Linked DNA regions of Oryctolagus cuniculus: region 2 is linked to region 1. The links are chromatin contacts, called in public Micro-C maps. All regions are on one chromosome and are shown on one strand. Each heading gives the region's core, a stretch centred on a gene start, on an enhancer-like site or on the middle of the called end of the contact. The rest is flanking DNA. Distances are from core to core; before and after follow the strand shown. Region 1 holds the start of NOG (noggin). Region 2 holds the start of TRIM25 (tripartite motif containing 25).

The links. Hi-C and Micro-C count contacts between places; a contact is called where the count stands out from the background.
Region 2: a contact with region 1 is called in a Micro-C map of ear pinna, with 3 times the contacts expected there. The contact joins the promoter of TRIM25 here to the promoter of NOG in region 1. A contact is called at or near these places in 2 of 6 Hi-C or Micro-C datasets (ear pinna and an unstated tissue).

Annotation. Positions count from the first base shown.
Region 1 is chr17:32,236,463-32,242,104 of mOryCun1.1, forward strand. It overlaps NOG (noggin), which reads left to right and starts at 3,579. Exons shown (of 1, transcript XM_002719279.5): 1 at 3,579-5,642. The coding sequence starts at 4,255. The coding sequence ends at 4,953.
Region 2 is chr17:32,519,548-32,525,189 of mOryCun1.1, forward strand. It overlaps TRIM25 (tripartite motif containing 25), which reads right to left and starts at 3,401. Exons shown (of 9, transcript XM_070060915.1): 1 at 2,717-3,401. The coding sequence starts at 3,310.

The DNA.
Region 1 (5,642 bases), core at 2,329-4,828:
GCATCCAATATCGGAGGGCTGGTTCACGTCCTGGCTGCTCCACTTTCCATCCAGCTCCCTCCTAATGCAACTGGGAAGGCCAATGATGACCCAAATGACTGGGCCCCTGCCACGCATGTGGGAGACCCAGATGGAGTTCTTGGCTCCTGACTTGGGCATGGCCCAGACCCGGCTATTGCAGCCATTTGGGAAATGAGTCAGTGGATGGAAGGTCTGTCTCTATCTCTGTCTCTCTCTCCTTCTGCCCTTCAAATAAATAAATCTTTAAAAAAAGAAAAAAGATCATCTTGGTGCTGTCCTTTCCCTGCCCGTGACCTTTCCTCCTGCACCCCCACCCGCCTGGCCCCTCTGTGCCACTCACGCAGTGTGCACACTCAGCCTAAGCCTCAGATCTCCCTCTGCCCGACTGTGATAAGCACACAGATTCCTTTCCTTCATCAAACTCAGCTACAGCTCAGCTCTCCCGTTCTGCTCTTAGCCATCTGAGCCTCTGATACCAGCATCCCCAGATTCACTGGGCACCCAGTGCATGGGTCACCCCCCAGGGGACACACAGTGGGGGACCACATGCTCCCCAAGACTGGCATATTAGAACTGTACTGTGAAAATGGCTAGGTGTGGTTTGAAAATACTAGAGCTGATATAATTCCTTTGACTTCTTTTTTGTTCATCATGGTGCATTGCAGAATTTCAAACAACATTCAAAGAGCATGAAATAGTCACAGTTATCAAAAGGAGACACAGGTTTAAAGGGTGTGGGAACACTGGCCAGCAATATCACAGGAATGCATAAATAGGTTCCCAAGTGCCCTTAACACTGTCTTCATTTTATTTTTTTTAAAGATTTATTTAATTATTTATTTGAAAGGCAGAGTTACAGAGAGGCAGAGGCAGAGAGAGAGAGGTCTTCCATCTGCTGGTTCACTCCCCAGATGGTTTCAGTGGCCAGAGCTGAGCCGATCCGAAGCCAGGAGCCAGGAGCCAGGAGCTTCTTCTAGGTTTCCCACACAGGTGCAGGGGCCCAAGGACTTGGGCCATCTTCTACTGCTTTCCAGGCCATAGCGGAGAGCTGGATCAGAAGTGGAACAGCCAGGACTTGAACCGGCGCCCATATGGGATGCCAGCACTGCAGGCAGCGGCTTTTTCCGCTAGGCCACAGTGCCAGGCCCACCTTCATTCTCTTGCCGTATCACCCCTCATGGGACTGAAACAGTCTGCAGAAGTGGAAGTCAAGTTCTCATTCTTGAGTCTCCTTTGTGTCGTCCCCTCAGTCTTCACCAAACCACCCTCCACAAACAGGTCACCCATCCAGTCTCCAACACAGTTCCTTACGGCTTTCCTGGCTCAGTCAGATCTCCCCAGCCTAAATCAAGGACTAAAGGTTCTGCGTTGTTCTTGAAACAAACAACAAAAATCAGTACTGGGAAGAGAAGAGGGAGGCTGATGGAACAGAAAACAGCGCAATAAAATGTCACGGATTGGAAGCGCCCTGTCTCAGGAGGGCTGGGCTACGCGGTAGCCATTAAAAACTCTTCCCTGGAAAATTCTTTTTTTTTTTTTTTTTTTTTTAAGTTAACTCAAAGCTGGGCCAAAACTGTTCAGGAACATTTCATCTCCACAAGAAAACAACACCTGGACCACGCCCCCACGCGGCACATCAGAAAGCGCCCAGTACGACTGTATGTCAGGTTGCCAATCAGGCGTTATATCAGAATCAGCCCAACTCGAGGAACCAGTAAGCTGCGCCTGTCTCCAGGATTCTCCAAAGCAAGAGTTCCTGTGGTGGGCAGGACCCTGGGAAGGGAATTCTAGTGGCGGCCTGGCTAGGTAGGGTTGAGGGGGACACTTTGGCCGCACCGCCCAATTGCTATACTGGCCAACTAAGTGCTTTCCTCCCTTGGCAGGTGATAAGCTCCTTTTGGGGGTATGAGGATGGAGGGGAGGGGCAGGTTGAAAGGAAGAGTCAGCTCTTTGGGGGAGAGGAGGTGGAGTGACACTGGCTGCCACTGTGGGACCCCCTGCTTCCCGCTCCAGGGACTTCTGGTGAACGCGCGGATCATCCACTCCAAGCTCCTTTTCTCCAGCTTTTTCCACGCTCCAGTCGCCACAAAGCAAACTGGGTTCGGGAGAGAAGCTTAGATTCAATTCCTCATCCCGGGAAAGTTAACTGGAGGGGTCGGGCCAGTGCCCAGTGATCGCTCGAGAGAAACAGCTCCTGAAAGAGAGGGCATCGCGCGCAGGTTTATTTAAGAATCGCAGGAAGGTAAGGCTGGAAGAGGAAGAGAGCTAGGGCACGACAGCGGAAACGAAGGCACAGAGTCCACCAAGGAGGAGGTCGCGGGAGGCAGAAGGTGCGGCACTTGTTCTTGGGAAAGTTGAAGGGATTGGGAGGGAGCCGCTGGGTCTTTTGCTTCCACTGAGGTCCCGGAGAGCTTCGAGAAAACAGCCAGAAGCAGAGCCGGGCCCTTCAGCACACGCAGACGCGCACAAAATGACCCGGGCACAGCAGGGGAAACTGAGCCAGGCAGAGTGGGCTGCAGCCCGGAGCCCACCAGCGCCAGTTGCAGGGCTTGCAGCGGGCCAGCAGAGGGCGCGCCGCCCCCAGGGAGCCGAGCGGCGGCAGCGCGGAGCCGGGCGGGCGAGGGGAGCCGCCGGCGAGCCGGACGCGCCCCTGCGGCTGGGCCACTCAGGGTGCAGGACCCGGCCAAGGAGGAGGAGGAAGAGGAGGGTGAGGAGCGAACCCCCATCGTGGGCCCGGGGGTCAGACGGGCAGGAGTGCTTCCTGGGAATTACATCACGCTGCGCAACGCTGCGGCTCTCGGACTCTCGGGCGCAGTGTGGAGGGAGGGGGCGGGGAGGGGGACCCTGTGCGCGCGTGTATTGGGGGAGGGGACCCAGCCCGAGCCCTGGAGAGAAGCAGGCGAGACGCGCCCGGGGAAAACGCTCCGTGCACATGGAGAAATTTCTTGCTCCGAACTGCACGGAGAATCGAGCTGCCGGCACCTCTCCGCTGCTCCCTTCCCAGTGCAAAGCACCCAGCTAGTAAGGAGCAAGCCCCCTGCCCCAGCTCCACCGCGAGCACCCCCAAGAACCGGCCCTGCACCCTCCAAGCCGGCTCCAGCGCCTCAGCGAGCTTTCCCCGGGACTGGCCCTGGCGGGGCGCCTAGAGCCCCAGTTGCATTGCTCCAGAAGAAAGGAGGGGGGCGGTGCATTTTGCAGGAGGAGGAGAAGGGGGGTGGGTGGTGGGGGAGAGAGAAAATTGCGCGGAGACCTGCCAAGCGCCACCGCCGCCGCCGCCGCCGCCGCCGCCGCCGCCACCGCCGCCGCCGCTGCCGCCGCCGCCGCCGCCGCCGCCGCCTGGGAGCTCCGGCGGGCAGCCGGGCTGTCGGCTTCCCGGGGCATCTGGGTCCGGCGGGGCACAGCCCTGGGCGCTGCCGAAGCCGCCGCCGCCGCCTCCGCGGCGAGTGCAGGCGGCTACCCCCCGAGCCTGTGCCGCTCCGGCTCCTCGGGGGTGGAGGGGTGGGGGGTGGGGTTGTTGTTTGGGGGGAAGGAGGGGGAGGGGGCAACGCCGAGAGAGTCAGTGGTTTCCATGGTGATGGAGCTGAAAGTGCAGGAAATTTAAAGGCTTGGACCCTGCGAGACAGACAAACCGGTGCCAACGTGCGCGGACGCCGCCGCCGCCGCCGCCGCTGGAGTCCGCCGGGCAGAGCCGGCCGCGGAGCCACGAGCAGGCGGAGGGAAGTGCCCCAGGAGCCGCTCGGCCCGCGGCGCTGCGCACAGCGGCCCGGCGAGGAGCAGCGAGAGGAGCGAGAGGAGCAGCAGGAGCAGCAGGAGCAGGAGCAGGAGCAGCAGGAGCAGCGGCAGGAGGAGGAGGAGGAGGAGGAGGAGGGGAGAGCGGCTCGTCCACGCGCCCTGCGCCGCCGCCGGCCCGGCCAGGCAGCCAGGAGCCGGCGCCCCCCGAGCCCCGCGGCCGCCCTGGAGTCCTTTCGGATGCCCCGCCGCGGCCGGCGTCCCGAGTAGAGCGCGGAGAGGAGTTGCGGCCAACTTGCGTGCCTGTTCTCCGCCCCGGCGGGAGCCGGCGCTGCGCGAAGAGCTCTCTCTCCCCGCGGCTCATGCTGCCCGCCCTGCGCCTGCCCAGCCTCGGGTGAGCCGCCTCCGGAGAGACGGGGGAGCGCGGCGGCGGCGCCGCGGGCTCGGCGTGCTCTCCTCCGGGGACGCGGGACGAAGCAGCGGCCCCGGGCGCGCGCCGGAGGCATGGAGCGCTGCCCCAGCCTGGGGGTCACCCTCTACGCCCTGGTGGTGGTCCTGGGGCTGCGGGCGGCACCGGCCGGCGGCCAGCACTACCTCCACATCCGCCCGGCTCCCAGCGACAACCTGCCCCTGGTGGACCTCATCGAGCACCCGGACCCTATCTTTGACCCCAAGGAGAAGGATCTGAACGAGACGCTGCTACGCTCGCTGCTCGGGGGCCACTACGACCCGGGCTTCATGGCCACCTCGCCCCCCGAGGACCGGCCCGGCGCGGGCGGCGGGACGACGGGGGGCGCCGAGGACCTGGCCGAGCTGGACCAGCTGCTGCGGCAGCGGCCGTCGGGGGCCATGCCGAGCGAGATCAAAGGGCTGGAGTTCTCCGAGGGCTTGGCCCAGGGCAAGAAGCAGCGGCTCAGCAAGAAGCTGCGGAGGAAGTTACAGATGTGGCTGTGGTCGCAGACCTTCTGCCCTGTGCTGTACGCCTGGAACGACCTGGGCAGCCGCTTCTGGCCGCGCTACGTGAAGGTGGGCAGCTGCTTCAGCAAGCGCTCGTGCTCCGTGCCGGAGGGCATGGTGTGCAAACCTTCCAAGTCGGTGCACCTCACCGTGCTGCGGTGGCGCTGTCAGCGGCGCGCGGGCCAGCGCTGCGGCTGGATCCCCATCCAGTACCCCATCATCTCCGAGTGCAAGTGCTCGTGCTAGAACTCGGGGGCCCCCTGCCCCGCACCGGGACACTTGGTCGAGAGCCCCGCCGACGCCCCCCTACGCCGCCCCCAACCAGTTCCACCACCCTCTAGTGAGGGGTTTTTCAATGAACTTTTTTTTTTTTTTTTTTTTTTTTTTTGGCTACAGAGACCTAGCTTTCTGGTTCATGTAATGCACTGTTTAACTGTGTAGGAATGTATATGTGTGTATATACGGTCCCAGTTTTAATTTACTTATTAAAAGGTCAGTATTATACGTTAAAAGTTACCGGCTTCTACTGTATTTTTAAAAAAAAGTTAAGCAAAAGGAAAAAAAAAGAACAGAGAAAAGAGACTTATTCTGGTTGTTGCTGACAATGTTAACCTGCTATTTATATTCCAGTGCCCTTCGCATGGCGAAGCAGGGGGGAAAAGTTATTTTTTTTTCTTAAAGTACAAAGAGAGGGGAGAACTTTTGTAGAAGGACTTTTTAAAAGCTATTTTCCATTCTTCGGAAAGTGTGTTGGTTTTCCTTGGACCTCGGAGAAGCTATAGAGTTCAATGTTATTTTACAGTTATTGTAAATATAGAGAACAAATGGAATGACTAATCATTGTAAATTAAGAGTATCTGCTATTTATTCTTTATAATATCCCGTGTAGTAAATGAGAAAGAAGTGCAGAGCAGGATTAAAGAAAACCACTAAAA
Region 2 (5,642 bases), core at 2,151-4,650, 280 kb after region 1:
CCTTTAGGGGGGCTGCACAGTAAGGAAGTTCAGAGAACCAGATGTGGGGTCAGACGGACCCAGCTCAAGTCCCAGTTTGCAGCTGTACAGCTCCCACCACCTCAGTTTCATTGGCCATAAAAGAGAAACAACTGCTCCCACCCCATAGGGCTATCAAGGAGGATTACCTGGAACAACACACCTGCCCATACCTGGGACTTCGCCAGGTAGGAAGTTAGAGATCAGCCCGTGTGTGTGTGTGTGTGTGTGTGTGTGTGGAGCCTAAAGTCAACAAAGCACCAGAGGAGGGAAGGGGGCAGCCTCCAGCAGCGTGGGTCTCCACACTGCAAAGTCCTGTCCATAGCCCTGAGAACTCTGCACGTGATCCCCGCCTGCCCTCCTGCCAGCGCCAAGTGGGCCGCCCTGCCTGATGACACTGGGGAATAAAACCCTGGGAGGAACTGTACCTATTTCACCCAGAAAACTCTTTCCAGGAGAAGATGGACGAGCGGAAGGAGACAGATGGGAAGAACTGGACCCCACTCCCTTACAAACCCCAGTCTTCATGTAAACTGGACATTCTCGGATTCCATCTGGAGAGGGGCCCATCCGCTCTGACAAATGCCCTACCTTGCTACTACCTTACTCACCACTACTCTGTCTCACGTCTAAACTCTTTCTTGTACAAACTTTTATTCCACTCATTACTGCTAGCATCTTCAGGCCTACCCATTTTACAGCTGACAACATCAAGGAGAGGAGAATAAAAAGGTGGCCACGCCGGCATGGAGACAGAGCCACCCGGGACCAGCTGCTGTCAGGGTGATGGCAGAGGTAGTTTAGCTCAATCCTCCCACAGCCAACAACCAGAAAAGCAGACAGAAAACCGAAGAGGGAGGTGGGGGGGGGGGGGGCACTGCTAAAGGAGAAGAGATTGTGGAACCACAATCCTGGAGCAGAGCTGGGCGAGCCTTTGTCAGCTTCAGGGCGACAGAGGACAACATTCCAAGGCTCACCTGGCCCCCCTGCGGGCTGGGACCACCAATGTTAGGAATAAGGCCGACACAGCCCACAGAGGCTGAAGTCCAGGCGTCAACAGTGCAGCCCCCGAAACTCAGTTAAGCTCATTCAGAACTGCCTGGCCCCAGCTGCCTCCGGAAACAAAGGCACGTTATGCATCACCAGTCTCCCAGACTGTCACACCTCTGCTCAGACGTCTGCGGCACAGACGTGGGGAGGGAAGTCACGGCGTTTCCCACCTGCTGCGACTTCCGCACCGCTTTCCACACGTTCATGTATTTACAGCTCAGAACAACGCCATGCGGTTGGAACAACCCAGCCTCCACAGAGGCAGGCACTGAGCCACGGGGCAATTAAGCGACTTGCCAGAGGCCACACTGCTATTAACTGGCACAGCTCAAACCCTGGGATTAAAATGAACACACACAACCCAATCTGAGCATGCCAGAAATTTCTAGGAAAAACACATTTCCTTCCCTTCGCAAGCTGTATCAACATTCCCTGGCCCTCCCTCCCTCCTTGCTGCCTCCCTCTCCCACTCTACCTGAGATATTTGGGACCCACCCTCATCTTAAATCTAGGACCGATGACGTGTCAGACTCAACCTCTGTGACACCGGCCCTCCTCCTGGCTCGGAACAGAGGCTGAGATAACGTGAGGGCCACAGGCCACACCCAGCCAGATCACATGCCTCAAAGCCAGCTTCTAAACTCAGGGGAAAAGACCAGAGGAGCCCAGCTCAGACCCAGGGAAGCAAAGAAGGGCTGTGGCCAGATGGGAGCCAGGCCTTTACCCTGGGCCCGGCAGCCTTGCCATCCCACCCTCCAGGCTCAGGTCTCCTTTGGCAGTGTGAGGCCAGGCCTTGTTCTTTGTCCTCCTGGATACAAAATGCAGTCAGACCCCGCCGGGGAGCTGGGACTGCATAAGCAAAGTGGGCGGGTGATACCTTACCCTCCCCCCCCCCCCCCCCCCCCCCGCTCTGCTGTGAGTCCACAGGGGGCAGGTATGGTTTCCCCAAACTACCGAAACCAAAACCAGCACAGGTCTAGGAGGCCCTGAGTGACTCACCTAGTCCCTCCTCCTACCACCCAGGGGGACCCAGGAGCAGGGCCAAAGCCCGCCTCAGTCACACCAGCACAGCGTGGGTCATCTCCAGGGACTCTGCCCACCCTCCCAGGTCACTAGATGGAGGCTTGGGCTACTTGAGGATGTCCCCCGCTCTGGACTCCACAGACTTGGATAGGAAACTGGTCCATGGGGAGAAACTGCAAACTGTGTCAGACCTACACCTGCTGGGCCACAATGCCTACGCCCCAGCTAAATTAACATCCACGGACCTCGGTTCACTCAACTAGGAAACGGAACTGAGAATAATCACCTCCCAGGTGCCGCCAGAAATCCATGAGGGCAGAGAGGTGAGCTCCAGGGTTCCTATATGACAGCTCAAAACCCTCTCCCAAAGACCTAAGCAGGTTTCAAGCAAGCCAGCTCTCCCCCCAAGTACTCCCTCTGTTAAATGGGTTTATGGCTGGGGCATGGGCCATGAGCGGGGAGGGCTGCACAACCTCGCAGCTCTTTCCTGCTCTGTCGCTGGGGATGCCCCTACTCCAACTCAGGCCCAGCGAGGCCTCCCTCCCCAGGGGATCTGGGGCAGGGCGGCCTCTCTGCAGCGCCCAGCGGGCCCACGCTACCCACGCCCAGCCCCCCCACAGCCTACCTCCAGGTCAGCGCTGGCCTGACTCAGGGACATGGGCGAGCAGGTCTTGTGTTCTATCACGCAGACGTGACAGATGCACTCGCCGTGCTCCGGGCAGAAAAAGTCCCGCAGGCGGTTGTGCTGGGGACACTTGCGGCGCTGCAGATCGCGCACGGGCGGCTGCAGCGGGTGGTCCCGGAAGGCGGGGCTGTCGAGGTGCGGCCGCAGGTGCTCCTGGCAGAAGGAGGCCGTGCACACGAAGCACGTCTTCACGGCGGGCTCCTTCAGGCAGTGGTCGCAGGCCACCTGGGCGACCGTGCTGGGGGCCGCGGCGCGCACGGGCGGCGTCCAGCCGTCGCCGGGCGCCCGGGCCTGCTCCACTATCGCGAGCCGCTCGACCACGGAGCACAGCACCGTGTTCTTGTGCAGCTGCGGGCGCACCTGGTAGCTGGTGCGGCACTGAGGACAGCGGAACGGCGGGCCCTGGACGGCCCATGTCTCGTCCAGGCACGAGCGGCAGAAGTTGTGGCCGCACGGGGTGGTGACCGGCTCCTTGAAGGGCTCCAGGCAGATGGAGCACGACAGCTCTTCGGTTAAGGGCAGCAGCTCCGCCATGGCGGTCCTGGGGATGGCACGGGACCCAGAGCGGCGAGCGACTGCCCAGAGGCTCCCGGGGAAACGAAACCTAGCCGGGGAAGGCGGTACCCGCGCCTACCAGGAAGTCGCTTGGGGGCGTGCACGGGGCGGGCCGTAGCGGCCCCGGGAAGCCCGAGCTCGCCGAAGTCCCAGTCGCCCCCTAGCGGGAGGGTCGGAGAGCGGCGCGAAGGCGTGGGGTGGGGTCAGGCGCCCAGCACTGGGACTTCCCGCGCGCCCTTACGCCCACCTCTGGGTCACTCTACGGTGAGTGCACGCAGGCTGGGGATCCTCGTGCCGTGCACTCCCAGCAGGGCCCGTCGGCCTCCCGCACAGCCTTGCCTCCACCATCAGGGTGGGGTCTCACTGTTTTTTCCTGCCTGTGTCTGTCTCCCTTTCTGTCTCTCACCTCCTTTCTCTCCTGTCTTCAGCTTTCTTGCCCCCTTTCCTTCTTTTCCTTCTGAGAGATAGGGGCCGTTTAGCCGAGTGGTGAAGACAACCGTGTCCCACGTTGGCGACCCTGGGCTCCGCTCCTGGCTCTGGCTCTGGCTCCTGACTCCAGCTTCCTGCCAGTGCAGGCCCTGGTAGGCAGCGAGTGATGGTCCCTGCCACCCACGTGGAAGACCTGGCTGGGGTTCCCAGCTCCTGGTTCCAGCCCCTGTGGGTCATTCAGCAGTTAATCAGCACAAGGGAGCTCTTTTCTCTGTGCAAACAAGAGTTAGAAAGCGCAAGTAAGAACAACAGTAGAACTGTTTAAATGAGACTGCCTTATTTTCTTCCCTATTATTCCACCTGTTACCCTCACCCAACTCTCCCCCTATGAACATGCAGTCCCTGGAGGCTGGTGCCAGTGGTCACAGCTTCAGACTGGAACGGGATGACTTCCCTCTAGTGTAGAATACAGCATGCTTTATTTGGAATTCCCATTCCTACATGCCTGGGGCTTGGGGAAACCCAAACTTAACAAGTGTTTTGTCTCACACACACAGAACATCGGAACCTAAGCTCTTTCTTCCTGAAAATCGCTTTGTTAGACTTCTTTCCTTATTTTAGCTCTGTTTCCTACCTCCCTGGACTGGGCGCAGGAAATGTGGGTGCACAGGAACCCGGAAGTGTTCTAGAGGGGATAGGACAGGGGGAGGAGATAGCCGGAGTTTGCCCTGGAGCCAGGTTGGAGCTGTCATCGCCATCATGACTGCTACTTAGGGGGTTCCTGCCATGAGCTACACCAGTCTTGCTTTACCATCTTATAATCCAGACCAACCCTCCAGGTCAGTGTCAGTATGTCCAGCCTACAGATGAGGACCCCATGACCATCCCAGGCCTGGGACTCCAGCTCAGGACTGCTGAACTCAGCATTCCAACCCCTGGCTTCCCCGAAATCCCCCCTTTGTTCTCTTTTCTGTTTTGTTGTTGTTTGAATGCAAAGGAGAAAGACAGAAGGAGGGGGGAGGCAGGAAGGGAAGAATGGAGAGGGTCCAGGAAAAGAAAGCCATGCAAAGCCCTTTAACTAGTTATCATGAGGGAGGTGGCCGGAATGTGGAATGCACTTTCCCGGGGGAGAGGGCTAGAAGGGCTGCTTAGAAAATGAAGATGACCAGAGGGCCACACCTTGCGCTCATGCATCCATGCAGTGTTTATGGACACCTACCATGCAGCAGACCAGTGCTGAAGGAGGGCATGGGAGTCGGCCACAGGCCTGCCTTCTCATGCCGTACCAGGAATACCTTTTGGGTGGGGGCACTGTGGGCATGAATAAAGCACACGCAAAGCACGCTGACGTCGGCAGGAATGGGCACCACGCATGTTAGCCCTTGCCACGGGCTTCCAGAGGGCCAGGGACTGCCCCTGGGCTGGAAGCTGTGCGATGATCAGGAACCCAGTAGAACAATGTCCTCAAGCCAAAGGTGACCCCGTTGGTCACAAGGGAGTATGTGGCCCAGACTAGCCCATGGCTGGCAGTGTTAGGCAGATTCCCACTGTGTTGGAGCTTGGGAGAGCAGTGATAAACTTCCTTTGCCTGCAGATACAATCTGCCTTTTATTCCCACCAGTGCCACCCTCATGGAATTGAAATTCAGACTGTGGCCATGGCTCTAGCATCCAGCTTCGAGTCCTCAGCCCCGTGGGAAGGTCATCGGTTCTCGCTCCTGTTTGAAGGACGGCCTGGGAAGTCTAAGTGACAGAGGACGTCCACTGTCCAGAGATGGGGAAGGGCCCGGGATGGAGGCCTCCTGACCTCAGATGCTCCAGTGTGGGAAAGACCATGGTGTCCACCTCCCACACCATGAGGCTACTCTTAACCCTAAGTGTAG